Regions from separate parts of the Hordeum vulgare genome. Here region 1 is linked to region 2. The links are chromatin contacts, called in public Hi-C maps. All regions are on one chromosome and are shown on one strand. The core of a region is the stretch at or near the end of the contact, and the rest is flanking DNA. Distances in the headings are between cores, read along the strand shown.

What was found. Hi-C and Micro-C count contacts between places; a contact is called where the count stands out from the background.
Region 1: a Hi-C map of leaf shows a contact between it and region 2, with 5 times the contacts expected there. The contact joins the promoter of LOC123449478 here to the enhancer-like site in region 2. A contact is called at or near these places in 2 of 6 Hi-C or Micro-C datasets (both in leaf) and 1 of 1 datasets of contacts at active chromatin or transcription factors (embryo).

Annotation. Positions count from the first base shown.
Region 1 is chr4H:554,823,289-554,827,394 of MorexV3_pseudomolecules_assembly, reverse strand. LOC123449478 (la-related protein 1B-like) reads right to left here and starts at 1,883. Exons shown (of 7, transcript XM_045126718.1): 1 at 1,331-1,883; 2 at 1,096-1,170; 3 at 362-905; 4 at 124-280; 5 at 1-42. The coding sequence starts at 1,582.
Region 2 is chr4H:554,673,790-554,677,648 of MorexV3_pseudomolecules_assembly, reverse strand. No RefSeq gene overlaps it. Among protein-coding and RNA genes, the nearest start is that of LOC123446982, 23 kb to the right of the region's middle. Within about 2 kb of position 2,243, at least 2 of the 3 cell types and tissues checked have open chromatin away from gene starts, as enhancers often do. A contact at or near this core is called in leaf, where this site is marked.

The sequences.
Region 1 (4,106 bases), core at 634-3,133, 150 kb before region 2:
ATATGTCCCCTCAAGAATATGTCCTTGCACAAATTTTCATCGCTGCAAAAATTGAACACACGGCTCAATAAAATGACCGCATTGGTGGCAAAGTATTTCCTACAAATATGGACAAACAAATACCTAAAGTAGTAGTCTATCTGCACCAGTAGCTCCCTCTGAAGTTGTTCCAGTGGAGAAATTAGCATGGCTGGAGGGGTTGGTGTAGGCGGCGCAAAAGGAAGGGTTTGAAGGCCATCCGAGGTGGGCACGGCAAAATAGTAAACATGAGGTGCCATCTCTGCTGTTAAACATAAAGCAAATTAAGGTGACATAACAATTACACAAAGCCACGTTCCCACAAACATCATGCATAACGTACCAGGGAATCCCATAGGCGCCCCATAAGGTGGCGTTTGTGGAGCAGCAGTCCCATAAGGTGGTGTCTGTGGCGTGGCAGGGCCAGCAAATGGTGGCGCGGGAGGTCCCGCCGCTAAAACAGCCAGGGAAGGAGGAGCCCTAATGTACGATGGCTGGTGAACACGATGTTGGTGCCCTGGCCCATGTCCATCTCTACGGCCGCCACCACGCCGTTGCCCATCAAACCCAGCATGGTGCTCATGACCATGACGACTACCACCTCCACCATTACCCCTTCTGCTCCCCCCACCATAACTGCCACCACGGCCATGAGAATGGGAACCAACACGGCCATTCTGATGATGAACACCGGTACCATTGCTCCGGGCATTAGGGGAGTACCCTGGAGATAGCTCTGGAACAGGAGCATGCATGTCTGGACTATCATCCCCTGCAGGCATCATCAGCACACGCCGGACTGGTAGACTACTGATCAGGGCATCCTTGTCAGGGGTAGCATCCGGAGCACCGGCGGTGTCCAAAGACACCGGTGAAATCACCGCCGCCTGAGACAATGTCCACAATAGGAAGCAAAACACAATCTTGTTAGACAATAAAAAATCTAACAACAACAATCCTAAATAGATCAAACACCAAGATGTAATCCAACTCTAATAACACTAATTAAATGATTAAATCAAACACTGAAATAAACCATACAACTAACAACCCACAGTGGAAGGGAGAGAAGCATACCAGTGCGTCCTTGTCAGGGATAGCATCCGGGGCGCCGGAGTTGTCCAAAGACACGGGCAAGATCATTGCCACCACCTGAGACCATTCAGACAAAATGCAATCTCATCAATCGGTACGAAATCTAACCCCCGACAAATCCTAGATGAATCACACACTGATACGAAATCACTAAGTAAATCCGACACTGATACGAAATCACTAAGTAAATCAGACACTGAGATAACAAACAACTCACAGTGGAAGGGGGAGGAGTGGCCTTAGGCGACGCCTTGGGCGGCGTGGGCGGCTGGGGAGAGGCCAGCCCAGGAAGCGCCGGCCAGGAGTCGGCGTCCATGATGGGGCTCCCGGGCGCCACCAGCACCGGCCCGTTCTCCGGGCGCTTCCACGCGGTGGCGGCCGCCCTCTTCGCCGCGACGGGGCTACCGGAGTGGGGCGGCGTCCCCGCGCCAGCGAGGGCAGCCTGCGGGTCGGCGGCAACGGAAGCCATCCCCCACACCTCCTTCTATCCGATCGGGCGGTGCCGGTTCCGCGGGCCGATGAATAAACGCGGAGGCGGTCGACGGGGATGACGACGGCGGATGGCGGCGGGATCGGTTCTCAGTGGTACGGCATGGGTCGATCGGCACCGAGGGTTCCAAATATTGCCGCGCCGGCGGCGATCGGATCGGGGAGGGGGAGCAGAGCAGCGGGCGAGGAGGAGACGGTGGTGCGGCGCGGCGCGGCGGCTCGCTGCTCTTCCCTTCCCACGGGCGGAATGGACGGGGAGGGGATCGCCCCCTTGCCGGTGGGGCACACAAGAGGGTAGCCGCACGCAGACGCAGCCACCCAGGGTCCATTCGCACCATCCTGGGCCGTCCGATCCAGATCGATCGACGGCCGTGGCGCCTCGTGGGCCCCGGCGCCGCTCTAAAGTTGCTCGCGCTGGCGTCTGCTTGGCTGACGAGCGCGCTGGCGCCGCACCGCCTGGCCCACCTGGCTGCGGCGCCGGTGGTTGCTGTGGGTGTGACACCTCGGGGGAATGGGAAGGCCCTCCGATGGCGCATCGACGGCTGCGAGGTTGCGGAGGATCCACGTCCTCGCAAAGCGTCCTCCGGATTCGCAAATCCACCACCGGCTGCGGACCGCACACGCCGCCCTCATAATGCGCGTTCTCTTCGTTAATCAGACGGAATTACAGTAGTGGAAGATAAATGCTTTTTATAAATTATTATTAAAGGGGAAATATAAATTAAAGACCCCGCATCGCGTCCTTTTCGTGCGGCGGGCTGGCACGCACAGCCATGTTTGCATGCGATGGCCCCTCCGGTGTCATATGTGTGCATATGGCGATGTCTAGCTACAGTACTTTATGCTAAACACTATAATGCTACGCTACAATGCGTTTTGTTTACTTTGCTACTCACCTGCTCGCATTTGCTAAAGGTGGGAAGCTCATTAGCTGTATTTGAAAACTCTCATCAATTTGTTATCACCTCTCAATCTACATGCATATCAAAGATAGTTTTTTCAAAACAATGTCATAGATGTAATTGTCAGTTTAACTACTTGGAATTGTCATTTTTATTATAAGTAATTGCCATAAATGATTTGTTGTCCTTTGCTAGTTATAACTATGCAATTTTTGTCATGTTTTACAGGTAATTGCCGGTAATGATTTATTGTGCTTGCCAGTTTTAAGTATGATGAGTTGTCAACTTTTTACACATCATTGCCAAAAAGCGACGTTTGTGTGCTTGCAATTTAATTAAATCAAGGTGTCATATTTTACATGCAATTGTAAAAAATATGTCAATTAAGTTATTTATTGTCAGACAAGTGAGTATTTAAAAATATGACAAGTAAATGCAACAATGTGGCAAGTAAGGACGGATTTTTTTGCCAAAACATGTCAACATGGAATCTAGTTTCAAAGATCTAGTTACAATAAAGTCAATGGTGAAAACAGAACGTGTATCAAATTAACTGTTTTAGAGATAAAACTTTTTGAATTCCAAACATGAGAGAAAATTATGATAACATCATTGCATGCATGTATGAGAGAGATAGAGCATGGATTTCCTTCGACATGACGCGCTTTTTCAAGTAAAGCAACAGAACGGAAGGCACTAATTTTACATGCACGCTATTTTACATTACATTGGTGATTAGTTGGGCTGCCGCATGGCAAGGCGCACGTGGGGCGTCGCTATGTAGTGGAGTCCATTATTAAAATGCTCGTGTGTCACCACAAAGACAATACAAGAAAATAAGTCTAAAATGACTGAAAAGATAACTTCAGTTTGTGCCATTCTCAAATACAAAATGGAAAATGTGATTTGTATAATAAATAAAAATTATCTAAGATAATAAGTGTGTGTCATTAAGCAATCGTTTTTATACAAAACAGTTCAACTCGACAGCTGAACCAAACAAACTTTTCTTCAATTGTTACAAATCACGCACCAAAATTTGGTTGAACTATATATACTAACTAATTTTACAGTGAGATGAACTGAACAAAATAGCCCTTAAATACTACTACAGAGGGACTTTGTACTACTTCCAACAGTCTCTTCTTGCCGAGCAAGCTCAGTAAGAGACAGAGAAGAGGAGTCTGCCGACGAGCTAGAGGAGTGAAATATGTCGCGTGTTGTTGATGCTCTGCGTAGCTCCTAACGTGCCTCCTCAAAGTGGTGGGACTCCTCCTAGATATACGCTTTTCGTGCCACTGTTGCGTCTTCTGTTGCGGCCATAACGGTGGTTAGGTTCTTTACGTGCACGACCTAGCGTTCCTCCTTCCCTAGGAAGTTAATATAGCGCGCAAGGTCGTTGACGCAAATGACGATCGGCTGGCCTTGGTGATCGATGATGGGGTGGCGGACGGTGGGGTGGTGGCCGTCGGTAGTAGCTGCCTGTTGGAAATATGCCCTAGATACAATAATAAAGTGGTTATTATTATATTTTCTTGTTCATAATAATTGTTAATGATTCATGCTAAAATTGTATTGATTGGAACTCAAATACATGTGTGG
Region 2 (3,859 bases), core at 994-3,493:
GAATTTGTTTGGTACTGAAACGTGAAAAGTGAAAAAACACGGAGAAAACAACAAATGACACTGGGCACTGGGTCAATAGGTTAGTGCTAAAAAATAATATAAACTAGTAGATAAGTGCATAAAAAGTGTTCTAAAATGATAACATAGTAGCATGGAACAATAAAAAGTTATAGATACGTTGGAGATGTATCCGGTACACCTTCTATCTCAGACACGAAGGCAAAGTGTTTGTTGCTAAGTACGGGTGCTTTCTCAAGTTAGAGTGTCCCTCGAAAGAGTTGAGTGGGAGGAAGATAGAACTTGATTAGTTTGTTGAAGCATCATTTCAACTAGAGAGTAGCACGACACATAAAAATGTTTTTGTGGTGCCTACATGAGTTGAAGAGAAAGCTAATGATGGTGATCATGAAGCTTGAGATCAAGTTACTATCAAACCTCATAGGTCGACAAGGACACGTACTGCCCCTGAGTGGTACGGTAATCATGTCTTGGAGGTCATGTTGTTGGACAACAATGAACCTACGAGCTATGGAGAAGCGATGGTGGGCCCAGATTCCAACAAATGGCTAGAGGCCATGAAATCTGAGATAAGATCCACGTATGAAAACAAAGTGTGGACTTCGGAAGTATTACCTGATGGCCTAAAGGCTATTCAGAACAAATGGATCTTTAAGAGGAAGACGAACGCGGACGGTAATGTCACCATCTATAAAGCTCGACTTGTTTCAAAGGGGTTTTCAGAAGTTCAAGGAGTTGACTACGATGAGATTTTCTCATCCGTAGCAATGGTTAAGTCCATCAGAATCATGTTAGCAATAGCTGCATTTTTCGATTATGAAATCTGGCAGATGGATGTCGAAACAATGTTCCTTAATGGTTTTCTTAAGGAAGAGTTGTATATGATGCAACCAGAAGGTTTTATCGACCCAGAAAATGCTGACAAAGTATGCAAGCTCCAACGATCCATTTATGGATTGGTGCAAGCATCTCAGAGTTGGAATCTTCACTTTGATGAGGTGATCAAAGCATTTGGGTTTATACAAGTTTACACAGAAACTTGTATTTACAAGAAAGTGAGTGGGAGCTTTGCAGCATTTTTAGTATTATATGTGGATGACATCTTGCTAATTGGAAAAATATAGAACTTCTTAAAAGCGTGAAGATATATTTGAACAAGAGTTTTTCAATGAAGGATCTCGGAGAAGCTGCTTCCATATTAGTCATCAAGATCTATAGAGATGGATCGAGATGCTTAATAGGACTTTCACAAAGCACATACCTTGGTAAGGTTTTGAAGAAGTTAAAAATGAATCAGTTCAATAAGGGGTTCTTGCATGTCCTGCAAGGTATGAAGTTGAGTAAGACTCAAGGCCCACCAACAACATAGGATAGAGAGAAGATGAGTGTCACCCCCTATGCCTCAGTCATAGGCACTATCATGTATGCGATGTTGTGCACAAGACCAGATGTGTGCCTTGTCTTAAGTTTGGCCGGAAGGTTTCAAAGTGATACATGAGTGGAACACTAGACACCGGTCAAGAATATCCTTAAGTACGTGAAACGGACTAAGGAGATGTTTCTCGTTTATGAAGGTGATCAAGAGCTCGTCGTAAAGAGTTACGTCGATGCTAGCTTTGACACATATCCAGATGACTCTAAGTCTCAAACCGTATATATATATTTATTCTTAATGGTGGCGCGGTAAGCTGGTGCAATTCCAAGCAAAACGTGGTAGCTCATTCTACATGTGAAACAGAGTACATAAATGCTCCAAAAACAGCGAAGGAAGGTGTGTGGATGAAGAAATTCATGACGGATCTTAGAGTTGTGCCGAGTGCACTGGATCCAATGACCCTGTTTTGTGACAACATTTGTGCCGTTACTCTAGCCAAGAAACCCAGGTTTCACAAAAGGACCACACATAAATAGTGTCGCTTCAATTTCATCCGCAAATATTTATAAAGTAAATACAAATGTGAATATTATAGATCCGTCGACTTAGTGGCGGACCTACCATTGGGGCGAGCTGGGGCGGCCGCCCCGGGTCGCCGGCGGCGAAGGATAGACCCCCATCTGCCTCTTTTCTGAATTCCAGCAGCGGCGGCGGCGTTTCTGTTTGATGCAGGCGCGAGGGAGTCTCGAGACGAAGGGGTAATCAGTTTGGGGCTTTGGGCCAGTCCAGCGATGCAGTTTTGGCCAGCGGCGGCTATTTTTCTATGGCCCAAACAAATCGATCGCTCGCAGGCTCTGCATCAAGGCATCGAGCAAACGAACAGTTCCCCCCAAATCCCCATTCCTCCATCGATCCACGCATCCAGCACCGCCCCACTTCCACCCTGCCGCCCTCCAATCCTCCACTGCTCCGCCGATCTAGCGCCGCCGCCATCAGTTCCCGGACACAGGGGGCCGATTTTGCTGGCTATTGAAGCCTGCAGTCGGGGCGTCGGGCCAGGTCAGGCTGGGGGCGGCATCGCGATAGACTGACAGTGGGGCGGTCAACGAAAGGGGGCGGCTGGTGATGGATTTGGGTGAGGAGGAGGTGGATTGGGTGGCCATAGGTATATCTGCTGCTGTCGAACTCAAAGAAGCCAAGGCCGAGGCTGCTGCTGTCAATGGTATAGTTGCTGCTGTCGAACTCGAAGAAGCCGAGGCCAATCCTGCTGCTATCAAACGGAAGAGACCACATGACTCCGACGACCAGCAGGCATCCTCTGTCATTTTTTGTGCGATTTGATGTGTCAGCAGTAATATGACACTCATTTTTGGTGCCATTAGATGTTGTAGGTCATTCCTCCGTCATTTAATTTAGCTGATGTGGATTATGATCCTTGGACACGAAAGCAAATTGAAGAGTATGCAACTCCGGAAATTAGAGATGAAATGAGAAGGGCATATTTGTCGAAAGGTGTGTGTCGATTTTATGGTCATGATTTTCCTTGTACTCATTTTGGGAAAGATTGGCGGAACTTCAAAGAAGTATGGTATAAACATTATGACTGGCTAGAGTATAGTAAAGAGACAAAATCTGCCTATTGTTTCCATTGTTTTCTTTTCAAGCCTCCAAGCATTGGTGACAAATTCGGCCATGATGTCTTCACTAAGAAAGGGTTCAAAAATTGGAAGAAGGCAATGCAAATATTCAATGCTCATGTAGGTGGACCAAACAACGCTCACAACAATTCTAGAAGACCGTGTGAAGATTTCAAAAACCAAAAAAAAGTGTGTCATATGCAATCACTTGTCATGTTGAGAAATCACATATGGAATATGAAGAGCGTTTGAGGGCTGTTGTAGGTGTGGTAAGGTTTCTTGTCTCTCAAGGTCTAGCTCTTCGTGGGCATGATGAGACTACCACTTCCATGAAGAGGGGTAATTTCCTTGAGATGTTGGATTGGTATGCGGAAAGATGCAAACATGTAGCAGATGTGGTCCATAAAAATGCCCCTCGCAATCATCCATTGACTTGTCATAAAATCTAAAAACAAGTAGTACAAGCATGTGCCGAAGTGACTACAAAAGTGATAATGAATGATCTTGGTGATAGTAATCTTTCTCTACTTGTTGATGAGTCTCGTGATGTATCAGTTAGAGAGCAAATGGTGTGATTATAAGGTTAGTTATTTGTCAACATTGTTCTAATTATGGATGTTGCTTGCAGGTTCTAATTCTCACATGCTTGCTCTAATTTTCTTGCTTGCAGGTTCACGAACCAAAAAGGGGAGTCTTTGGAAAGACTTCTTGGTGTTGAACATGTTCTTGATACTACATCCGCTTCTTTGAAAAGATCTTTGGATGCAATGTTTGTTAAACATGATTTATCAATGTCTAGATTGAGAGGACAAGGATATGATGGGGCCTC